Linked DNA regions of Mus musculus: region 2 is linked to region 1. A link is a contact called in public HiChIP or PLAC-seq data. All regions are on one chromosome and are shown on one strand. The core of a region is the stretch at or near the end of the contact, and the rest is flanking DNA. Distances in the headings are between cores, read along the strand shown. Region 1 overlaps Plcb4 (phospholipase C, beta 4). Region 2 overlaps Plcb4 (phospholipase C, beta 4).

Region 1 (7,742 bases), core at 2,517-5,016:
CTTTATAAAATGCCAAAGAACAATTCCTTATAACAATTCCTAATGGTATCAGCTGATACCATTCAAATGCCACTATAGTACTTGAGTAAATGATACAGGAAAGTCTTGGTTTGTTGTTGTTGTTGTTTGGGTTTTTTTTCCTCTAATCACTCCTAATGAGATCCTGATTTTATTCTTAATTTGATGCACATTCTTTTGTACAGATGCTCTCCAGCTTTCTATGGTCTGACTCTATGATGGTAAAAATTCAATTCAGCAGAAACTGCACCCTGCCTTTTTTTTAATTTGCACCATTTCCCGGGGCTCCCGGAATCAGGACAGCATCAGTGAGTCCAGGCTCCCGGTTAGCCAGGCCATGTACAGCAGGGGTAAGTACCCCGTGTTCAATAGTGTACTATGCTGCCAGTCCGGAAGAGCAGAAAGCTGGATGAATTATAGGCATGATCAACCCACATATTTTCAATTTAGAATAGATGTTTGGAGAGGTAACAACACTGTAAGTCAAAGGGCATCTATCCAAGCTAAGGCTACTTAATTCACTCATTCAGTTCTGCATCCACTCAGCAAGTATCTATGGATTTCTCCCAAAGTCGCAGTCAGCATTCTAGCCCTCCATTGTGCCCTATGTAGCCGCAAATCACTTACTCCTGACCACTGGTCATATGAAAGGCAGCTATGGGAAAATGAGATGTGCCATTGTGGTACAGCAGTTTTCTCCAAGACTGAAACATTACATCCTGCAAGAAAGTTCCTGCAACAGAAAGTGAGCAACTCAAAGCAGTTTCAGAAAGTCCCTTCACTAGGCTCCTCCTTCTAGAAGAGTGACCAGTAAAGACTATTGAAAGTCACTCTCAGACAAGACAAGCCGCAAGGAACACTCTCAGACAAGTCCGACATCCTAAAAGAAGCAGAGATTAGTCAAATTGCCTAAAAGAAACAAAGACCATCCAAGAAGCCTGAAGAGGCTAAGACCTACTGAGCCACCTAAAAAGGATACTCTCCAGTCTGTTGATCTACATACAGGCTAGTCAGTGTGTTCCAAGTCACTGTGGGGATGGACTTTGAGACCCTCCTCCTATACACGTGGGAACCTGTCTTCTCCTGTTTGACTTGGGAGGAAGATGTAGAACTCTTGGCTCCTCCTGCCTTGATGCTGCCTTGCTTCCTGCCTTGATGGCTATAGACTGAACCTCTGAACCTATAAGCCAGCCCCAATTAAATCTTGTCCTTTATAAGAGTTGTCTTGTTCAAGGTGTCTCTTCACAGCAATGGAAACCCTAAGACCGAAACCAACAATAAGCCATAGATTATTCATAAAATTAAGTAGTTAAAACAAAACGGGGTGGAAAGGGAATGACAAAACCCGGGCATTTTTGATAGGGCGGCTACAGACAGCTCTAGGTAGGGAAAAAGAGCATAAAACATACATGATAAGGGAGTCTAAGGCTCTGGAGCAGAATGCTAAGTGCAGGTGGTAAAGCCCTGGGGTAGGAATGAGATGAAACAAGACTGCAGAAGAGCAAGAAGGCGGGGGTAGCTGAGGCACAGGGAACAGAAGGAGGAGCAGGGACTGAATTCATAATTCCTAGTGAGACGTGAGACGTTTTGGCCTAACGGCTTTGTGAAAGTTTTCGATGCCACGTGCAAATTCACATATCCTGAGCTACAAAAGCATTTCCTGCCCTTTGACATATATATATACACTGATCAAATAAGTGGAAATGGGTAAATAATAAATAAACATATGGACTGCAAACCTACTTTAACAGAAGAAGCCAAAATGAAGGCTGAAATATTACATAGTCGTTAAACTGCAAGCACATAAACCTGGTGGGTGCAGAGAATAGATTTCTCCATGTGAGAACTCCAAAAGAAGCCACAGGAAACCTACTGGAGCAAACGGAAGAGTTCAGCAGGTTGCGGGAAAAGATGGAGAATTACGGGCATATACATGGGGCAAGAATACAAAAATTAAAATAGAAATGAAAATGGAGCCTCGAGAGCAGCTCCTTTGGAGGTACAGAAAATGGAGAGGTATAAAGAAACTGAATCGCGTTTCTAGCATGCTTGTAATTTACATTTTTGTTCATAGAATAGTTAAAGCCATGCACACAGCATTCTCATGTCACCTAGAGCATAATAACATCAAAAATGGAGTTGTAAATGATGAGTATTTAAGTACTTAAGCCACCACATTTTCAACTACAAATGTGTAAGGTCCTTATGGAGGGCCAGAAATGCCCAGAAGTCTGTCGGTGGCTTTGCCAGACACCAGGACCATGAAGAGCTTTCTTCTTTTCCAAACTCCTGTAGTGCTTTTAAAGTAGCATTAACAATCTACTAAAGCAGGCATACTACAAGCCTGAAAAAACACCAGGTGCAGAGTCTAAAAATCACACTTTAAAATTGTAATTTAGGATAAACTTCATTAATGCTGAGCAGCAGCCGATCACACACACGACCGTGTGCTAGGATGCAACCCCATCGGATGTAAAGAACTCTTATTCATTACAATAGATTTACATTTTAATCATACCGTCCACGGCTTTCTAAAGTCTACTATGAACAGAGAATGAGAGTATGGAAGCACCTTCAGCGGTGACTAAAACACGACACCTCATTTACGAAACAAGACTGTCTTCACACTGCAGCTGTACGAGAACTTTTGGGGCTCTTCAGGTTTTGATTTATTACTCAGAGGTTTACAAAAAAAGAACATAGTCAGATTTTAGGAAATTTTAATATAATTGTAAGTTTTCATATAGACCACAAACTCATAGTTCTCAGTGAAGGAGTCAACCCTCAGAACAAGGTTCACATCTCAAAATGAGGGTAGGTGTAAAAAATAAAGTCCACCACCTTTGTTCAAGCAAACAAAGACCTTCAAAGGCTACCTCTGGTGATGGGTGCCTGGCAGGGAGAAAGGAGCTGGCCAGATGTCCTGTGAAATTCACTGTCATCAGGCGGCTTCACAGCAAAGCATTAACCATCAGCTCACCTTCTCCAGGCAGTAGAACCCTGCCCAGGCTTGTCACAAGCTTAGTTAGGCAAGAAGTGCCCCCTCTGCAATTGTACACCTCGACTGGACAGGAGCAAATGTCAGGACGCCTTAGGAAGCTGTGTGAACTCTCCCCAGGTCCCACCAAGGGTTCTGGACAGCTGCCCGGCGGGAGAGGCAAGGGACCCCTAACCTGGGTAACTGGGTCTTGTTACTCCTCTGGTTAACTCTTCTTACAGTCATGACTCATTCACGGGCTGAATATTAAATAGAAGGGGAGGTCCTGATGTAACCCCACATGTAGTATTTAACACTCCTTCCTCCCAAAGCAGTGAGCTCAGACTCTCACTACCCTCCGACATGCTCGCTCGGTATCACCTCCGAGCATCGACTTAGGCCATTTACTTTCAGCTTCTTCAAATGGGGTCAGTATCGTATTCGTGCTCTAAGCATCGCTATCTTCCTATCTCTCCACAGAACCTAACATCTGTTCACCCCCCATCTGAACAGAATGCGTATTTCAAAGGGTCCTCTGTCAGTCCCAGACTGGTTTATTAGAAGTCCTTCCTGGGGATAGTGTGGTAGTAGCAACCTTTAATCACACTGATCTGGAGGCAGAGGCAGGGGTTCTCTGTGAATCGGGGCAACCCTTGTGTGGAGGAAGAAGAGGAGGAAAAAAATCTCAACGCACTTCCCTCTCACTCTTGCTGAACACAAAGCTCGGTGGGGTAGCCAGTCATGCCCGGCTCTGTGCTTGGCATTCTCCTGACAGGGACACCAATGAATAGAACTCATATTGATGCAATAGAAGTAACAACCTGGAGGCGCTGAAAACTGTCCAGAATCAAACAAGGGTTTAATTATGTTTGAGACTGTTTTAGCAATTTGGAATATTAGAATACTTAGCAATTTAGATTATTAAGAAACAAATAAAATTAAGCATTTTAGCAATTTTGATTATGATACCCCCCAAAAAAATCTTACAAAGGTAATTAAAGTATCTAGCAAGATATGATTTCCCCACAATGCGCGGTATTTCCTGCCATTTCTTTAGACATCCAGACCTATACCACAGCTGGCAAGCACAGGGGCAGAGGCTAGCAGGCAGTCTTTGAATGCAAGGACACAAGAGTGGCGCGCTTGCGCAATCAGAACTCCAAGTTCCCTCCCCTGCCTCCCAGGGAGGTCCTGATAGAATGTTCCCTTGGGGGGCTGCCAGTTTTGTGTTGCTATCTGAGGAAGCTGGGAGGTGCCCACGAGCTAACACAGCCGAGTTCCAATGCCAAAATATTTCAGGCATTTTAATTTTTATTACAATTTAAACGGACCTCAGAATAGAAGAAAACTTGCCTCCTGAACTTTACTTTTGTTTAAATGAGCCTATTAATTTTCCTTCTGAGCACTGGGGTTGGCATTCCCCCCCCCCCGCCCCCCGAAACTGGTGTGTGTAAGACCTCAGCCCCTCCCCCATGCAGTTCTCCTTGCTGGTGCAGGGATCCCAGCGGCTTGAGACTTTTCAGCCTTCAATCCCTTCAGAAAGGCCTGCCTTTGTGGAAAAGACAAAAACCTTATACTTAACACACTGAAAAGCTGAATTTAAAAGGGGGCTGGAAGGGGGGGAGGAGGAGGAGGAAATTGTTCTAATTACAGGGAGAGCTTGTACATGCAAATGTAGTTTTCCTTGGGGAGATCTGCATGTTCTTAATAAGGAATCCCCAAGCCAAAGTACACATTAAGCTTTTCCTCATCTTTAAAGCGATGCTCTTGCCCAGAAACCGTACAGGAAAGCAGTCTCTGAATGTGCTCTAGGCCTGGCCCAGAGCTGCTGCTTATGAAAGAAAGGCCTTTATGAAGTGTTTTGTGATGCTCAAAAGGTACACTGTCATCCCTAAGGAATGAGCAATACAGTAAAATGTTTGCTTCAACAGCAGTTTATCTAAACCACTCTTGGTCAAGGGTATATACATTTTATAAATGAGTCTCAAATGCTGAGCGCTGCCAATCAGACAAGAACTGGCCACAAATTCTGGGAAGAGGAAACACTCAAGGACAACTCTGTGATAACAGCGTCATTAAGGACTACGTAGCAGGGACATCCAAAGTGAGACCCATTTTTAATTTGGTCTAAGTACAGTGCAATGGACCTTTGCAGTGGAATGTGATGGTCTCTCATGCACTCTGGAGGCTGAGGCAGGAGGACCACAGATTAAGAGGTCTATAACTATATTGCATGAACTATATTGGGAGGCAAAACCTTGTCCCAAAATAATTTTTTATCTATTTTGTTTTTTAAATGATGAGTTTGTATCTGTGTATGAGTATGTGTACTGGACTTCAGGTGCCCACAGAGGGCAGAGATATTTGATTTCCCAGAAAATGTAGTCACAAGCAGTAGTGTGTCACCAAATGTGGGTACTGGAGTCAAACTGAGTCATCCGTAAGAGCAGTACTGACCATGAACAATTAGCCATCTCTCCAGCCCTGCCTAAATAAACCACTCTTAAATAGCAGATAATTGAGCTCCATGGTTAACTGATAAGTAGGGTCCAAGCCCATTGTTGAGAAAAATAGTGTTTCCATTTGAGATCTGAAGACCCCGGTGTGATGGCATAGCCTCTAACCCCAGTTCTCAGAATGCTGAAGGCGGAGACCTGCAACCTCCAGACAAAATGGAGGTACTTTCAAATACACTGGATTGGATTTTTTTTCTTTTGATAGTCAACTTTAAGAAAAGGGTGATGCTAATACTTCCCAGCAATGATGAACACTACAGACATTAACTGAGTATTTCAGGACATTAACTGAGTATTTCTATCTAGTTGACATTGAACACACTGCAAAAGCAACAGGTGATTCCCACATGGAAGAATCCTAAAGTTGGTTCACTCCAACAGGCTATTCCTATAACTACAAGAAATAAAATTTTCTTAATGAGCTACTGACTGGAAAACTGTTTACAAAAAAATTTTTTTTTCTTTTTTTGTCAGACATTTTCAATGCAAACAAGTTAGCAGTAGCTTTGGGCACTGAACCCCACAAGCTAACACAGCAGTTGTCTAAACTAAAGGAGTGTGTGTGTGTGTGTGTGTGTGTGTGTGTGTGTGTGTTCGCGAGCGAGAGAGAGAGAGAGAGAGAGAGAGAGAGAGAGAGAGAGAGAGAGAATACACTGAGTAGAAACATATTATCCCTCAGAACTTTCAAGATGACCCTAGAAGGCTGAAATAACCAGTTAGGCTACAGCTGTTTGGTATCTCCTTTGAAAAGTGGGAGAGCCCAAGCATTCTGAGGAGAGTAGCTTTGAGTCTGAGGGTGTGTCTGAGAAGGGTGGGTCTAAGGAGTTAGTTCTGAGGAGGTAGGTCTGGGGAGGGTGGGTCTGAGGAGATAGGTCTGAGGAGGGTGGGTGTGAGGAGGCAGGTCTGAGGAGGGTGGGTGTGAGGAGGCAGGTCTGAGGAGGGTGGGTGTGAGGAGGCAGGTCTGAGGAGGGTGGGTGTGAGGAGGCAGGTCTGAGGAGGGTGGGTGTGAGGAGGCAGGTCTGAGGAGGGTGGGTGTGAGGAGGCAGGTCTGAGGAGGGTGGGTGTGAGGAGGCAGGTCTGAGGAGGGTGGGTGTGAGGAGGCAGGTCTGAGGAGGGTGGGTGTGAGGAGGTGGTTCTGTTTATCTCTTTATATTGTCCCATGAGAGATAGTATAGTGAATAAATCATATTTTCCAGGACATTTCTATGTAGCTCAGCAATAATAATTTGAAAGATTTAAAACCTAGGTTTTCAAGCTTCATGGCAATAAATACTAATTACAGCAGAAGTGTTTCAATCAGAAAGTTGTTTCACATATATTCAACTATCATTTTACTATGAGCTCGTTTAAATATATAAAACTCCAAACACTATATATGGCCTTGTATTGTATGTCAACCTTAAACGCCTCTTTTATTTCTATGCTGAGTTTCAATTTTTTCCACCAATTAACATACCGTAAAAAGCATAGCACTAATCAGTAAAACGCCCACTTACTGATCACAGAGATGCTGGGATCCTTCTTTGCTGACACTTGTCCAAAACCCCCAATGCCCGATTCATAGGACCTCAACAACTGTAAGAGTTTAACCTGCTCAGCACTTAGCAGAACTCCTCGGGGACAACACAAAGTCAGAGAACAATCACCAGGAGACTAAGATCTTGGACCCATAATTGAAAACTCCCTGGCAAGAACGGAGATAATATTTATGTACGAGTGAGCTCCATCCATCTGTGCCTGGCACACAAATCTCTCCCTGTGTGTTCTGTATGATGCTGATGCCGAAAAACCGCTATCTTCACTGCGTCCTTCCCTTATTTGATAAGTTCTAGAATGCGTATGTGTATTGTGGGCTTATGTGGTGAAGGGGCGAGGATGTCAAGCCAAGCAACAATAACAACTCCATAACACCCCCCTAAGGCACCATTTTAGCTTCCAGTTCGGCTCATTTTAAGACAGGGCATGAATTCCCTACGAGCAAATGGTTGGATTTTCCTTTCTAACCAGAGGCTCTGTTAAAATCATATTTTCAAGTTTTACTTTAATATTTTTATTGATATTTTGTAGAAAAAGGGCCAGAACTGTGATGTTTGTTTTCTTTTAACAAATCAACTGGTCAATGGGGGTGGGGTGGGGGACTCATGAACAACCATGTTCTTCCGGTAGCAGCATGTTCTAGACATTTCTGGCTCAGGGCCCAGAGACATAAATAAACACTGTGTTTTAAGCAA
Region 2 (7,742 bases), core at 3,363-5,862, 150 kb before region 1:
TTCAAACCTGGGGTGGCTTCTTTAACTGCAGCCTCCATTCTCAATAGCAATCTTCCTAAATATAATAAAGCACTGGGAAGGAATGGCCTTCGAAAGGCACGAGCAAAGGTGACTGATCCCTGCGGTCATTTTTAAGCTGTTTAATAACATGTAGCTCAACTAAAGACTGTCACTGAAGGGTAAGTCTGGATGACCATACCCGCTGGTTTCCTACCTGAGGATAGATTCTTTCAACTTCCAAATCAAAAACAGACAACAGAAAATATTTTACATGATCCATGGGAAAAGGCAGTTTCTTTTATTTTAAATGTACTTATAAAATAACTGTTCATTTGTGAGACTCATTTTTAATGCCTTCCTTTTAGAATTTTCTAAATATTATAAAGAAACATTTACTGGGGACTATCTGTAGTGGAATTCTGTTGTAATAAAATTAATATAGTTGTCTACACTTAATGCTGGAGAAGCACAACAGGATTCAGGCATTACACGTGTTTTAATTTCAATTGTTCTCTTTCCAAGACTAAAGGAATGACATCCAATTCGACCATACATGAATAAATCAGGTCTTGTGGGTAATATATCAACTGCCATTTAATGTTTGTGATACTAAAGTTTTCAAAAGAAGGCTTGTAATTAATATATATTTTTGACCAGGAATGCTGCATCTCCTTATAGCCAAATTTGTTTCAAGGGTTGCATTTGAGACTGTCATTTCCTAACTGTCTTAAAACACGGGACCTACCTCAAATATTCTGTTCAGAAGGCATCTCAGCCTTGAGCCTTCAAACTCTATAATTATCTTGGCTATAATTTTCCTTAAGCTTCCAGAATCTAACTCTCACCTTCCATTCTATCCCACAGATCCTAGTTCTGCAGGAAGTGCTGCCCCAGGTCCTGCCCTTCATCTTTTCTTCCTTCCGTGGAGATCAAGTGCCATCACCATTCTTGACCCCCTTTTAGAACTTCAACCCCTTCTATTCAGCTGCTTCTTGAGCCATCTTCACCAGCCTTCTTCTGGGAGGTCAAGTATCCAAACATGCCGGAGCTGAGCTCACTACTAAGAAAAGGCTTTTTGGAAGAATATATACAACTGCTAACATCTTGAAAGAGTACTTACAATTGTTAACATCTACTAACAGCAAGCAATGCCAAGATCCTCATGGATGCTGCTCTGTTTTAGATTAATGTGTTGTTCCTAAGGACATGGGCTAAAGGCTTGGTCCTTGACCCATCAACTTCCGGCTAGTGGTATGGTCTTCAAGAGGCATACCCTGGTGTGAGGTCTTCAAGTTATTGGGGGCATTCTCTTGAAGAGGCCACTGGTACCCAACCTCTTCTTCTTTCCCTCTTTCATTCCAAGTCAATAGTTGAGTGGTTCTCTCCTGTCATCTAATTATATACTAACAAAATCTCAAGGTGACATAGCTGACTGGTCAGGAAACAGCCTACAAAAAATTATGAGCCCAAACCTTTTCTTTTTATTACCTAATTATTTCAGGTGCTTGTTAAAATAACAAAAAGCAAAGGAACTTGGCCTTTTCCTATGATAAACAGGTAAGCTGTGGGTGAACTTCAACTTTAATGAGCTAATGGTGAAGAGGTGGTTGCTTAAATCTTAATCAGTTTTCAGAAGTGCTTGATCAAAGGGTATGACAATCTCAGCCAACCACCAGATGCCATCATTTAAATATTCTGTGACCGTGTGTGCTACAATCTTCAGAAGCCTGTCAACAGAAGAGTGGTCTGATGACAATGGACCATTTATGTCACACAAGGTAAGACTATATGACAGCAGAGTCCAAATGAGCTCTCCCAGTAATGGAGCAAGATCTGAAGCTGAAAACCCGAGGCAATGGAAGAAAGGAGAAGCTTATCACACCACTAGCCTGACTTCTCAGGCCCAGTCAGGGGACTTCTTTAAGAACTTCGAGGAGGGAACAATATGGTCATTTTGTTTTCAGTCAAGAGTAAGAATCACAGATAAAAACCAATGATCTCAGGAGCACATAATTAATTGCATTTATTCATCTATTATTTTGTTTATTTTTACTTTTCAGTGCCAGGGCTGAAACCTATTGTCTTGCATATGGTAAGTACTCTATCATATAGGTTATATGCCTAGCCAGGAATACAGACTATAAATTATCAGGAAACTAAGAATTATTTCACAATGAAGTGAGCAGTTTCATAGAGTAGATACTACAATCCACTTAAGGACGCAGAAGGTCACTTTCCTTCTTACAGGTGACCAAAGGCTTCTCTGCTGGACGAGTGACATGATTTATCTGTTCCTCTGTTGTCCTTCAGAAAATAACACTGGGTTGGTACAAGCCACTATGACACTCCAGGCTCTTTACAAATTCCTGTGAATCAAAGTCTAACCATTCCTTCACCACAGATATGCAGTGAACCATGTCCTGATGTTTATTCTGGAAAGAGTTTTGGTGAGAGCTCAGGGTGAGTAGTTAGCTGCAGAATGGCTGGCTGTTACGGAATGCTGCCCCGTTTTTCCATCTGTAGATAGTCTTGACGTATCTTTTGGGGTTAAATCATTTTGGATTGAAAGGGACCTGAAACATTCAAGCCATGAGGAAGAGCACAGAAGACACTTGACAAACTATGACTATACCTCCTAAGCCTTGTTCTACCCTAAACTAGAAATGATGGGAAATATAGTGAGAAGTTAAAGCTACTAGCTGCAGGCTTTGGACATTTTTAGCCATCTCTGTGCCAATATCTGGAAGACAAAGGAACTCTTGATTTCAGGATTCTAGCCAACATCAATTTTGGGAAGTCACAGCTTGTGTGCCAAATAGTAATCATTTTGTTTTCTAAACTGAATACAATATCCTGAATTAATACTTGTCACAAACCTTCACATGCAGCTGCTTCAGGCCCCTGTGCCCAAAATGTCTTAAAATTAAAAAGCTAAAACAAACTAATGGAGTTTCCTATCTTGTCAACTCATTTCTAAAGCGTGAAGCCTGTCAGAACCAAGACAATAGTCTCTTTAACCACAGTCAAATGAGCTGGCCCACAAGGAAAATACAACTTAAAAAAAAAAAAAAAAAACACTTGCCTTTCCCCCAGCTCAAAAATATGAAAATTAGTGCTGTTTAGCATAAAGGAAAGATAGGTATAACATAAACCACAAAATGCAGATCAATACTGTGTACTGTCACCTCAAGAAAGTCCCCATGTCTCTGGTAGCTTATATCACAAAGTAATTTTGTGAAGGCTTTATGTAAAGGTCACTGTTGCATTTCTATAATATTAAAATCTAAGTTAGCATACAGAGATACCCCAAGAGCCTGAAGTTATTAAGATTTCTGTATGACTCAACTAAGTTTTCTTCAGATATTGCAACCATTTCACATCAGATAAGCGATGAGAGATAAAACTGGGGCTCATAAAAGTCAAGTCAGGAAAACAGCTTCACTGCCTATTAGTTCTAAAAGAATAACTTAAAAAAATACCCTACAACTGTGAGGAGCTTATCAAAACAGTCCATTCCCTTCACAAAGGAATGAGATCAAACATAGCTTAAGGTTTTAGTAGATAGCACAATGAGCTCGTGTTCTTGAGATAAAGTCTTGCACAAGTGCCAAAAATACCTTTGCTTTTCTTCATAACCCTTCCTGTTTCCTGCGACCCTCGTGGGCCAGCTGAATGATGACTTGGGCACAGCTGTGTGTTGTATGTGAGCCCATGAGCCTGGGTTTGCCAACTTAAGTTTTGTAAGTCATGAATTCTAGGATAAATGTAGAGTATGTCCAATATGACTGGGGGATTGAAGCCTGTTGTCTGGCAGTGTGTGAAAGTATTGTCATGTGTTTTTCTTTGTTGGTTTTCTTCTCCCTATATAAAAACATCTTAAGTTCATTTAATTTTTTTGTGTTGTGTGTGTGTTGCTTTTATATGTATGTTCACCGTGTCCCCTGGAACTGGAGTTATGGATGGTTGTGAATATCGTGGGTTCTGGGAACTGAACCTGGGTCCTCTGTAAGAGCTACATGTGCTCTTAACTACTGAGCCGTCTCTACAGCTAGGAAATCGCCATTGATATGCATGCGTTGGAATATTATGATCCTTGATTATAGAAAGGAACTGCCTCAAGTTCACGGAGAACTCGTAATCCAAACATCACCAATAACGACACCATTCTTTAACTTACAAAAAGGAGACCTGGTAAGAGCTTTCTTAAAGCTTACTTTACAGCCAGATATGCAGAGGCTTAGCTTACAGCCAGATATCCAGAAAGAACAACACAGAAGTCTTTTTGGTTAGGTGCCAAAAGGTCTCAGGAGATGTTCTGTTAATAAACAGATCCACTCAGAAGTTGACTCATGCCACACTTCAGGCCCTCTACCTCTGATTATTCTCTGCAGCATCTTGACAGTGCTCTAGAATGTTTTGTCCTTGAAATCATGACTAAATATAACCTTGCTGGTAAGGTTTTCAGCTCTCTTACTCCCATTGCATTTTGTGGGTTTATGTTTTAAAGCAGATGTAATAACTCCAGACACATTCTCAGCCTATTATGAAGACATGTGTTGTAGACATCTCAAGGCTTACATGGCTGCCCACAGAACTGGCACTTCTTGGTACAAGAGGCAAGTCCTAAATTATGCTTAGACAAAATTTGCAGATGCCTCCAGCCTAAAAATAGGGATGATCAGATGCAACTCCAGAAGCCAACAAGCTTTTCCTAATGGCTACCTTCCACACTTAAAACTGCCTTCCCCATATGCCACAGAAACAAAGTGATGAACAATGACCTGACTCTTCAGCACAAGTTTTACAAAGCATTGTTGTAGATTCCTGTCTTCTGAGCAACATGGCTGACATTCTCAACTGTTTGCCTGGGCCAACCCACAAGACATCATCTTGGGTTGACCTGCTTTTGATTTGTTTGTTTTTTTTGTTTGTTTATTTGTTTTTACTAATCTTCCCTCAGAGAAGGAGAGAATCAGGAAGGTGATTGGACCCTCACCTGAGATTTTGGCTACACTCTCCCGTACTTCCCAAACCTGAATGCAATTTTGACTAATTTCACATGGGCTCTGGAAGCTGTGGAAGCCTTACTATGGGCTAAGACACACAAATGGGCATAATTAACTTAAGGAACACCTTCTATGCCATCACCCAGTGAGAGTCATGCGTTTCTGGTGTAGCACCTTTAAGGCCAGTCACCCATGTTCCTATGAGCAATCCTTTATTCATACTCTGTGAGTATGCCTGATAAACTTGTCAGTTCCCCAGAGTTAACACTAACCAATCATACTTTGGATTGTTTGGGGAATATCATAAAGAAGGGGTTAGACAGAAGATAGATATTGTTTACATCTCCCCAGGGAAGAAATTTTCACAATAGGTGTGAAGGTTTGTAAATAGAAACATTCTACAATATATGTATTTCTAGCAAATTTTTTTGTTTTGTTTTGTAGATTGTTTTGTTTTTTGTTTTGTTTTTCTGAGATGTATTTGTTTGTTTGTTTGTTTGTTTGTTTGTTTAACAGCCCTGGTTGTCCTGGTTGTCCTGGAACTCACTTTGTAGACCAGGCTGGCCTCCAGCTGATGGAAATCTGTATGCCTCTGCCTCCATAGTGCTGAGATTAGAGGCATGTACTATTTTCAACATTTTTAAATTATCGACAGATTACCTAATTGTAGGAATATACATTATTGAATATAAGTAGGGGAAATTGAAGTAAGTAGGGGAAATATCTACTTTAAACTACAGGATAATTTCAAAAGCCTGCCACTGCAGTGAGTTATACATGGAACCTCATAATTCTAGGATATACGATTCTCTAGCCACACTTGATCTAGTCTTTGGGCCCCTAGTAAGAGGAATGGATTAGGAGAAATATTTCCCAGTGCTCTTCTGGAATCTAAAGGTAAAAGCCCTTTGTTGTTTATGCTGTTTTCAAGCGTTGGCCAGGGAAAACTCATTAGTGGGTCACACAGAGCAGCGGCTGTCTTCTGTTACTCCACATGTGCAGACAAACTGGGAACTCCAGAAGCCATTTCTCTATTGCCGCAATATGCACATATCAAAATAAAGCAATTTATTAAACTAAAGGTTCTAAGGTTTAGATTCTAAACAGTGCTCTACATTGCTTCTGAATTCTAGCACTAAGAAGACGATATTATTCCAAAGAGGCAAGAATATAGCTGTATTTCCTGAGAGCCACAAAAAGCCAAAACCTGATAATTTAGTTTTGTCTTCAATTCAACAATACACACCAGAGACTAACAACACTCACAAAAATACCCACATCAGAAATAACTAAATTATCTTGAAATAAATATCTTCAGGGTAAGTCTGACTGGCTCTTTAGAGTAATGGCATTATGAAAATTATATATTTTTCAGACACTGAAATTTTCTAAATCATATATATTTATCACAATATGTTATATTTTTATATTTTTCAAAGTTACTCCTACCACACCTGCCCTGGAAGCTTCTTTTTCTCAATGGCTTTCTTAGAAGCAAATAGATTGGTAAAAGGGAAGCAATGATAGGGTAGGTTGCTTTACTGCACTGAAAACCCAACCACTGCCTTCTCCATCTTCTTTCCCAAGCAGAGCAGCATCAAACCAAGGCATGTTAATTTAAATAAGTACTTATTGTCTTTTAGTGTAACACAGTTACCGAGTTTTACCCAAAGAAACTAGGCACGGTGATTTCTACCTGACCTAAAATTAATCTTTCCGAGACCTTAAATGATATGAAAACAACGCACAGTGAAGGATCTGCTTTGACAAGTGTATTAACCTAGTGGATGGCAAGAGGTAGAGAAAAGGCTACGTGATGGACCCCATTGGTCTTGTATCTGTTTCTTGTGGAAATATGCACATCTGCACATACCAGAGCATCACTGTTCGGCAGTAAAGAGTCTCACAGGGTCAATCTCGGAAGTAGGTTCCCTCCGTGAGGAAGCAAGGTAAGCAGTGTAGCATTGGAAGACAGAGGGGTACAGACAGGCCATAGGACAGAGGCACATTTGCCTGTCTTTCCCACCCCCTTCTCTGGAAGCCCAAATGCTGCTGATCACTAGTCCGGTTCTTTAGGTTCTTTATTCCTGACTTATGATTCTTCTTGTGCATTGGAATCTAAGCCTATACTATAGGTTAACTAGCTTCTTTCTAGTCTATCATCTTTTCCTTATTGCTCTCCATCATTAGGGTGTTACCCATTTGGCCTTTCCCTGGTGCCTTGGGAAGGCTAGTCACCATGGTGCTAAAGCTTTCATATACTATCCACTAAGGGCAGACAGTTTTTCTGTACATGGTTTACTCGCTATCTCAGGGGATAGTTTAAATGTTACCATATCTGCTAACTCCTCTCTGGCCACCCATTAAGGAACATCAGAGCATCACCACTGACAAGTCTCTTTCTTGCCTGCTCTGTTTTTCTATTTAACACACATCTTCAGTATGTTTTTATGAATATTCGACTTGTCCCTCAACTAGGATAGCAACTTTACAAATTTTGCTTTCCATTTGCATTTGCCACCCATATGCATGGGGCACAAAGCTGACACTCCATATTGTCTTTAGTGGAATCAATGAACATCTGCTTCTGATCTTTCTACAAAGAAGGAATTAATAAGGGAGTGACTCTGTGACAGTGACCTAAGGTGTTGGTGACCCAGACCAAAACAAAACAAAACAACAACAACAACAAAAACAATTAAATGGAACATTAAAATATACAGTAGAAAAGAACAA

The links. HiChIP or PLAC-seq counts read pairs in DNA pulled down with a chosen protein or histone mark.
Region 2: an H3K27ac HiChIP or PLAC-seq map of heart atrium shows a contact between it and region 1, with 6 read pairs. The contact joins two enhancer-like sites. A contact is called at or near these places in 1 of 39 promoter capture datasets (the 3T3-L1 cell line), 3 of 484 Hi-C or Micro-C datasets (the 3T3-L1 cell line, 3T3-L1-derived adipocytes and nephron progenitors) and 2 of 115 datasets of contacts at active chromatin or transcription factors (heart atrium and vascular smooth muscle cells).

What each region holds. Positions count from the first base shown.
Region 1 is chr2:135,708,520-135,716,261 of GRCm38.p6, reverse strand. The region is part of intron 1 of Plcb4 (phospholipase C, beta 4); the gene reads right to left. Among named protein-coding and RNA genes, the nearest start is that of Plcb4, 53 kb to the right of the region's middle. Within about 2 kb of position 3,766, at least 150 of the 459 cell types and tissues checked have an H3K27ac peak or open chromatin away from gene starts, as enhancers often do. A contact at or near this core is called in heart atrium, where this site is marked.
Region 2 is chr2:135,858,596-135,866,337 of GRCm38.p6, reverse strand. All of the region lies in intron 3 of Plcb4 (phospholipase C, beta 4), which reads right to left. Among named protein-coding and RNA genes, the nearest start is that of Gm14210, 49 kb to the right of the region's middle. Within about 2 kb of position 4,612, at least 24 of the 459 cell types and tissues checked have an H3K27ac peak or open chromatin away from gene starts, as enhancers often do. A contact at or near this core is called in heart atrium, where this site is marked.